Linked DNA regions of Mus musculus: regions 1 and 2 are each linked to region 3. The links are chromatin contacts, called in public promoter capture Hi-C maps. All regions are on one chromosome and are shown on one strand. Each heading gives the region's core, a stretch centred on a gene start, on an enhancer-like site or on the middle of the called end of the contact. The rest is flanking DNA. Distances are from core to core; before and after follow the strand shown.

Evidence for each region. Promoter capture Hi-C pulls out the DNA fragments that hold promoters and counts their contacts.
Region 1: a contact with region 3 is called in a promoter capture Hi-C map of pre-B cells, with 5 times the contacts expected there. The contact joins the promoter of Slc25a17 here to the promoter of Micall1 in region 3.
Region 2: a promoter capture Hi-C map of liver shows a contact between it and region 3, with 4 times the contacts expected there. The contact joins the promoter of Mrtfa here to the promoter of Micall1 in region 3. A contact is called at or near these places in 2 of 39 promoter capture datasets (liver and pre-B cells).

What each region holds. Positions count from the first base shown.
Region 1 is chr15:81,359,465-81,362,164 of GRCm38.p6, reverse strand. Slc25a17 (solute carrier family 25 (mitochondrial carrier, peroxisomal membrane protein), member 17) reads left to right here and starts at 1,400. Exons shown (of 9, transcript NM_011399.3): 1 at 1,400-1,488. The coding sequence starts at 1,435.
Region 2 is chr15:81,189,274-81,191,994 of GRCm38.p6, reverse strand. It overlaps Mrtfa (myocardin related transcription factor A), which reads left to right and starts at 1,259. Exons shown (of 14, transcript NM_001082536.2): 1 at 1,259-1,488. 4930483J18Rik (RIKEN cDNA 4930483J18 gene) reads right to left here and starts at 1,142. Exons shown (of 2, transcript NR_015603.1): 1 at 990-1,142; 2 at 1-178.
Region 3 is chr15:79,107,566-79,110,480 of GRCm38.p6, reverse strand. Micall1 (microtubule associated monooxygenase, calponin and LIM domain containing -like 1) reads right to left here and starts at 1,498. Exons shown (of 16, transcript NM_177461.1): 1 at 1,052-1,498. The coding sequence starts at 1,197.

The DNA of each region.
Region 1 (2,700 bases), core at 151-2,650, 2.3 Mb before region 3:
GCTGGTAGTCCTGGGTTCTATAAGAAAGCAAGCTGAGCAAGCCAGTAAGAAACATCCCTCCATGACCTCTGCATCAGCTCCTGCTTCCTGACCTGCTTGAGTTCCAGTCCTGACTTCCTTTGGTGGTGAACAGCAATGTGGAAATGTAAACTGAATAAAACCCTTTTCTCCCCAACTTGCTTCTTGGTCATGATGTTTTGTGCAGGAATAGAAACCTTAAGACTATCACAGTGGAAGGGTAAAATACTGACTTTGCTTTTAGATTTACCTTTATGTGCATGAGTGCATTTATGTAAGCAGTCCTGGATTCTTTCAGAGGACAGAAAGCTGTGGCGTCTGTCCCGAGGGACATAGAGGGTTGTGTGATAGCAACTGAAGAGCAAGCGTTCTTAGCTGCTGAGCTATATCTATACAGCCCCAAATTGTCAGTTTAAACAAACTATGCTAGAGGTTTAACTACCGGGCCTCAGAGCCTTGATTCTATATCTCGCAGCGGGTGTTGGGATGGCTGAATGGAGAAACGAAGGTTGGAGATATTGACCCACCCCCTTATCTATGGCTATCAGCTTATCCTGGAGGGTTGCTTTTGTTTTGACGCTGTTTCTATAGTTCTGGCTAGCCAACTCCACTTCTCAGCATCCATGGTACTGGGATTACAGGCTACGTTTTAGGGTTTAGGTCTGTTTTGGCTTTTGTTTTGAGACGAGTCTCAGCCCAGGTTAATCTCAAATTCTCTCTGTAGCTGAGGGTGACTCTGTACTAAATTCTTTTAACAAAATTATTTAGTCGTGTGTGTGTGTGTGTGTGTGTGTGTGTATGTCTTAGTGTGCGCGGAAACCCGAGAAGGTCAGACCCCCTGGAACTATACTTGCTTGGGATACTGGGACCTAAACGAGGATCCTCTGCAAAAGCAGTACTTGTTCTTAACTGAGCCAACTCTTCAGTCCCCAGATCCTCTTTCCACTTCCTGAGTACTGTGTTTACTGGTGTTTATGGTTTGCTGGTAGTCATGCTAAGCAAGCACTAACAACTGAGCCTGCCAACATATATTTTGCAAGGAACTGGGGTGCAGGAGTCATTAAGGACTTTTATGTCCTCCCGTTTTATGGGCTTGACTAACCAATTTAGTGTGCAAGCACACTGACAGACTGAGGGGCTAGGAACCTTTGCAGGGGGTGCTCAGAACACAGATCCTTCCATAGCCACTGAGCATTGCTCCGCCCCTTGACCGATCCGGACCAATCGATGTTCAGGGGCGTTCCTGGGCATTTCACACTCGCCTCCCCGGCTGTTCTCCCCAGCGAACCAGGGCAGTCTGTGACCCGGAAGCAGTCGTTCTGGTGGAGGCGGGGGAGACTTCTGAGAGGTGGGGCTTGAGACGGTCCTTTCACGAACCCGCACACTCTGAGGCGCCTGAGTGAAAAGTGTGGCACCATGGCCTCTGTGCTGTCCTACGAAAGTCTGGTACACGCCGTGGCCGGAGCCGTGGTGAGGAGGGGTTTGGGGCTTCGAAGTAAATCTCGGGATGGGTCGGGGAGAAGGGCACGGGGGAGATGTGGGGACCGAATCTGTCACAACTGGAACGAAAAGGACGGGCATAAATGGAAAGTTGCTGCTACAAGAGGGAGGGCGAGGCCAGGAGCCACCCTCTGCCGCAGTCCCCTCTGGACTTTCCCAGAGACTGTCTGGACTATCAGTCACAAAGGTCCAGAGGGAATAGGGAAGAAGATAATTGCTATTTTCTTTGCCTTCTGAAGTTTAAAAGTTTAAGGCCAACCCTTCCCTTACCCAACTCTCACTGCACACAAACTTCGTCCAAATTGGTCCTGCGGAAAAACTAAGTGTGAAGATGGGGTGCTTGCTGTAAGTCTACTGCCAGCCTGGTGTCACACCTTATCCCAGGCAAGTGGCAATAGCTAATGGAACATTCCTAGTCAGCCTTATTGCCAGGAAAAGATAGGGTGTTTGTTTGTTTATTTTTTAAGTCAAGATCGGTGGTGTTATGTACTACCTGTATAGTTACTGTGAGTTAAGTGCTTTGTTCTTCGATTTAGAGGTATCTAAGTTCCTTCCATTTGACACTTCCCTTTTCCCTGAAACTTCACATTCTTGGCACAGGTAACATTCCTCCTCTGGTTCTTTTCCTCAGACTGTTTCCCATGTTCTTCCCTAACTCCCAGCATGTACCTTTAGCCATGTAGAGTCACCGTGGACCATTCCTATCCATTCAGACAGCTTATGTTCCGGTGAAGAGTAATCTGAGTTTTTTAATTCCAATTCTATCATATGTTTACCAGGTAATCTCAAATCTCACGTTTGTAATCTATGAAGAGGGAAGAAAATATTACACTTTTCTTCTAGACCTTGAGAAGTAGGTGAGGGAATATTACATGGTGTCTTATTCAAAAGAGTCGCGTTCCTTTAAATCAACCAGAAGTGCCTTTTGCTCGTTATGAAAGAACTGGGGTGGAAGTTTGTTGTGACATGTTTTCAGTTGGTCATAGGGACCTGTTTGACTGAAGTGGAAATGCAAATGGGGGGCCAAATGATTCATGACTTTGTGTAGGAAAGGGTCAGTGGTTGCACTTACTGATTGACATTTCAAACCCGATCCTCTCTGCTGCCCTGTGGAGAGTAGAATACGGAAGGCACATCTCTCTCAGGCAAGAGATGGCTGTGACCTATTGGTGGAAGGGGTAA
Region 2 (2,721 bases), core at 10-2,509, 2.1 Mb before region 3:
CTGTGTATGTCATCTACGCAGCTATGGGGACATCATCATCCATGCTGGGGTGCAACTTTTTGGTGGTCTCGCTGCTTTGGGGGCCAGCCATGATTTCTTAGCAAGCCCAATAAACTCACTGGTTTTCCACGTTGGACTCTGGGGCAATCATACTTCAGTTTATCCAGTGGATGGTGGCCTAAAAGGAGGAGATAGACGGTTGTTTATATCTCCCAAGGGAAAGTGTTTCGGAAACACTAAGGCACCAAGTCCGAATTATTTCTCCTTTTCAGCGCTCTCCCCCTTTGTTGGGGGGAAGGGGTGGTGTTCCAGAAAAGGGGCCTCCATAGTGGCTCTTAGCAACTTGACCGGGTGGGCTTTAACTAGTCTCACCGCTTTAGTAGATAAGTCTCTTTAAATGTTGGATTTATGCAGTTATGCTCTCTCTCTCTCTCCCACACATACACCCACACACCCACACACACACAGACATACACACACTTTTAGGCTACACACCAGCAGTTTAGAATTTTAAAGTTGGAAGAGCCGCCCAGATTCATTTAGTGCAGTGAGGCCCCGGATAAAATCTGGGTTCATTCAACTCTTTCCCTCCAGCTGCAAGCGCTTCCGCTGTTGATAAATAATCTCAACAGTCTAGGCAGGTAGGTGTCAGTCCTTTTACCGGAGGAGAACCGACTCAGAGAAAAAAAGCGCTTGGCCACGGAAGGGCAGGGACATGACAGAGTTCAGGGCTCCAGGCCAGAGCGGCATTTATTGTGTCCTTTCGGGAAATGCGAATGTGAAATAATCGACTTGGGAGTCCCGGCGGAGCAAAGACAGGAGGAAGGACCAAGATGAAGACTGCAGGATTTTTGCATTAAACCTCCAGGCTGGGCACCGAACCCTAGGTAGCTAGCTCCGCGGTCACCCTTTGACAGGGTGATCAGATGTGTTACGGTTTCTTTAAGACCCAGACTCCGCCCCCCGGCTCATCGCCGACCTCCTCCCACCTCTTGGCGGCCGCTCCGCCAGTTCCAGACTTCCTTCAGCGATGAAGTCATCTCTCAGTTACCGATTGGCTGCGCTATGATGTCAGTCACAGAAGTCGCGCCGCCGTACTAGCCTCCCTCGTTCCTCTTCCTTCGGCGAACGCCCCCTAAATCGGGCTAGCCCTAACGGCGCTAGGTTTCTGATTGGTCGATACGGCTGTCGCTCCCAGGCGGGTAGGGGGGAGGGTGCGGAGGCGGGACCCGGAGTGGTGGGAGGGCCCGCAGCTTCCGTGGCTGAGTGGAGCCGGCGGCGGTCGTGTCTGCGGTGTCCCCGGCGGCAAGAACGACCGTCCCACCCTCCCCACCCCCTCGTTCCCGCTCGCCACGCTCCCTCGGCTTGCGCGGACCTCTCCCTAACTTGGTGCAGTCTGACTGGTACTAGAGGCTCGGGAGGATACGTGAGCGGCTGGCACCGGAGTGGGGCGAGCCGCGGAGCCCGGGCCAGGAGGCGAACGAGGCGGTGAGTGAGAGTTCGGGCAGGGTCCCCCTCCCCCACCGGCCCCGCCCCGCTCGAGCATCCTTTCTCCCCTCGACCCTTCCGCGTGTGCCCTGGACCGGCCGGCCGCTGTAGGCTCCGAGCCCGGGATTGCCTCCCGCAGTCCTCCACTCCAGTCCCGCCCTTTCCCAAGGGGCTGGGGTCTCAAAGCCCTGGTCACTCGACAGGACAGTCGAGTGCGACCGTGCACCTGTGCACCGCCTTGCAGGGCTGTGCTGGCTAGGGAGCAGCTAGGTTCCCGCCCTGGCTGCTCCCCGAGTGTGTGTAATCTGCTTGGGACCGACCGGTCGAGCGCTTTCTCCCGGCCCTTGTGCAAACCTGGAGGATCCAGGTGCAATCCGCAGGCTTCTCGTGGCAAGGAGGTTCACCTGGACCTGACGACCATATAGCAGCATGGGTGCCTCCAGGTCTGCAGGGCTCCGCAGATTTGAAACTTGACCGCCAAAGAAGTGTCCGTCTCGCGTGTGTGTGTGTGTGTGTGTGTGTGTGTGTGTGTGTGTGTGTGTATGTGTGTGTGACTGTTTGTCTATGTACCTTTGATGACTTCCGCCCTCCTCGCTCCATAAGAAAACACTAATACTATAGAGTGGTTAGTGCTGGAGCTTTCCCTGTTAGATTATCAAACCTACGTTTAGATTGCTTATCTGGAAAATGGAACTAACAATACCTATTACATTGGAATGCAGACAGTAAATGAAAGAATTCGTAATAAAACGCTTGGAATGGTGTTCAACACATACAAGGAAGGGATCCAAGAAAAGACGAGTATCCTGATGTTGAGAACTGCTGGATAGGTGTGTGAGTACAGTATAGCTTGTCTTTGTCAGGATTTCTCTTTGTTAGATGACAGAACCAAAGGACAGACTGGTGGTCAGTTTACTGCTTGCCCGAATACTTTGGCATAAAGTGTGTGAAGACTAAGAATGTGAACTTCATTACTTAAATATGATGAAATTACACCTATGCTTCATGGGTTCACATAGTTTTAAAATCCATAAAGTGTCCGGAATGTCCCCAAATTGTAAGTTTTCGAGATCTGAAGCCAAAGCCTGTAGCCTGATCTTTATGTTCAAGAAGTCAAACTTAAGGGCTTTACTGTAGAAGCCCCTTCCACCAAAAAAAGTCCACTTATGAAGTTTTATTGTTGAAAATGAACTGCCTTCCAGGGGTAAAATGGTACAGCCAACTGGCCCACAG
Region 3 (2,915 bases), core at 249-2,748:
GAGTAGAAGGCCGCCTCGGTTGGTTGTCCTGTGGGTCTGATTATATTTTCCGGGGAGACCCTTCTGAGAAGCTCAGGTAGGAGGGATCCACATTCCAGCCGGAAGCTTCAGATTGGCAGTTGTCAGCTGCACTAGAGACCTCCCCTGCCTGGCTCCTAATTTCTGCTCCATCTTTGTTCCCCACTGTAACCAGCAGAGCCGCGGGACCATACACCTAGACAGATTCCTATCGAGGTGGTTTGGGGAAGTAGTGTACCCGCAGTCACCTGACAGCCATTTAGCTAGGAACCCTGTGCCAGAAACGGGGTTAGTGCCCTACAGAGTATCTGCCCAAAGTGCCTTACAAAAGCTTTCTCCTCCATCCCTCTAGGTTCTTTGCGCCTTAAATGTAAATGGCAAACTAGCTGAAGAGAGAATTAAAACTAATGACCTACATTCCCACGGAAGTCCCACAAAATATGGGACTTGCTGTGCCGGATGATAGCCGCTTATCTATAGAAAGGAATGGGGTTTGTCTTCTAGGGGAGGGAAGGATGGGGAAGTGAGTAAAGCCGAAGCCCGGCAGCTTCTCCCAGGTAGGAAGTGATCTGGGGCCGCATTCTTTCTGAAGACCCTTTCCGGTAGGTGCCCTTACAAAGATGTAAATTTCTATTAGAAAGAAGTCAGCCTCCCAGAGCACCCGGGGACCAGCTCGAACTTAAAGGAAGCCTAACTGGGGGAGTGGCATATTCTCATCTCCTACAGTCAAGTTTGGGGTTACTATGCTCTGACGCCAATGGAGGAAGCGAGGCTCAGTATTTCTGCTGGAGCCTAGAGTAACGACGTCCCGAAGGACGGGTCAGAGTTCCCTCTTAGAGGTCAGAGCCTGACACCAGTGGCCCGAGGTGGGGGAGGGGGTGCACGGTCTTGGGGTCTCGGGTGGCCCTGCTCCGCGTTCAGAAGCGGCGGGTGTGAGGTCCCGGACCTCTCAGGGCGGCGCGTGCCACCGCGTCATTGAGGGGAGCGGCGGTCCCCAGCCCCGCGTGCTCGCTCGCGCACCCCGGGCACTCACAGCAGGTCGGGCCGGTGCCGGTGCAGGATGGCGCAGAAAGCCAGGCCGTCCCGGAAGGAGCTGCTCAGGTCGCGGATGTCCACGCCGCGGTAGCCCTCGCACTGGCGGCGACACCAGGCCAGGAGAGCGCCCCGCGGCCCCGCCATGGCAGGCCCGGCTCGGAGACGGCCCGGACTGGGGCTCGGACTTGGGCTCCGGTTCGTGTGGCTCCGACTCGGGGTCAGGTGGCACTGGGCTGCCGCTTGCGCTCCGGCAGGGCCAGTTTCCGGCTGTGTCTGCGGCGCGGCTCGGAGGTCGGGGCGCCACCGGCGGCCGGGGCGGGGCCTCGGTGTCTTCGCTCCGCTCTGGCGCGGCTAGGGCTGCGGACTCGGCTCCCGACCCCGCCCGGCCAGCCTGCCCCGACCTGCCCGCGAAGCCTCCGCCCCGCGTGGCCCGGCCCGGGCGGCCGCCGCTTACTCACCGCGGCCCGCTGTCCTCATTGTGGGCCGGCCGCGGGCGCCCACCGCCTCCGTCCCCGCCCCTGCCCGCCCGCGTCGCGGGGGAGCGCGAGGAGGATGGGGCCCCACCCTGCGGCCCCGCCCCCGCCGTCGAGCCCCTTCCCCGGAAGGGCGGACGCCCCACATAGCCCCTCTCCTCCAGATCGAGTCAACCCTTCCCTTGGGGAGCCCCTCCTGGAAGAAGGGACAACTCCTCGCTGGCTAGCCCCTCCCCAACGCCACCCCGCAGTCTCCCCAGGCCCTCCTACCCCAAGAGGTGGGACACTCTGGCTTTGCTGCTAGCCTGCCTCAAGCTCACCCTTAGGAACCTTCAGATTCTCCTCACTGACTTCTCTGAACCACACCCACGACTGGTCTGAAAGTCGAGGCACTTTCCCCACAGATCCCAGACCTCCAGATGGCCACCAGCTTTCTTCCATACCCCACCGCGCTACAACACTTCGAACGCCCGCCCCTCCCCCCACGGCCTGCCTAGGGGATCCAAACACCTTTACTACCACCAGGCCAGAGAGCTATGTAGTATGACAGGCTGGGGACCCCACAACCAAGTTGGTCCTTTCTGGTTCCCTCTCTCCGTGTAAACTAGGGGATCATAGATCCTTCCGGGGCTCTGTCTCTTCAACTTTTAGAATGGCTGGGCTCTTGCTGAAAGGACCTAGAAACCGACACAGAGGAAAACCTCTGCTTCCAACGCCTGGTTTGATAGTTTCTTCAAGACCCCACCAGGAGACCCCTCCCCCAGAGGCGCCTCCTAAATAAACCCAGGCTGATGAATCAGCCCCGCAGAGATGGTGACATCACTCTGACCTATGTGTAGCTTGTAGGAATGAGTCTGCTGCTCCCTTCTGAGGGAATGAACAGGGTTTTAGTCATCTGAAACAGGATTTTGGAGTTCTGTTAACCCAGGCTCAAATCCTGGTTCCCTCCCTCCCCAGCAACGTGATCTTGTGTCACCTTGAATTATAGTTTCATATCTTGAAAATGAAGATAGAGCCTTGTAGTTTATGCCCGAGAGGTGCTTGCCAGCCTGGGCTACAAGAGACTTGTTTCAAAACTTAAAAACTGGGCAGAAGCTGGGCATTGGTGGTGCATGCCTGTAAGCCCAGCACTCGGAGGCAGAGGCAGGTGGATTTCTGAGTTCGAGGCCAACCTGGTCTACAGAGTGAGTTCCAGGACAGCCAGGGCTACACAGAGAAACCCTGTCTTGAAACCGCCCCCCCCCCAAAAAAAAAAACTGGGCAGAATGGCTCAAGTGTTCATACATGGCTTGAAGGAATCCTGAGGTTACAATATAAAACTGTCTCAAAAATAAATTGGAGCCTGATATGGTGGCTACCTTTATCCCAACAATCAAGAGTCAGGTGGGT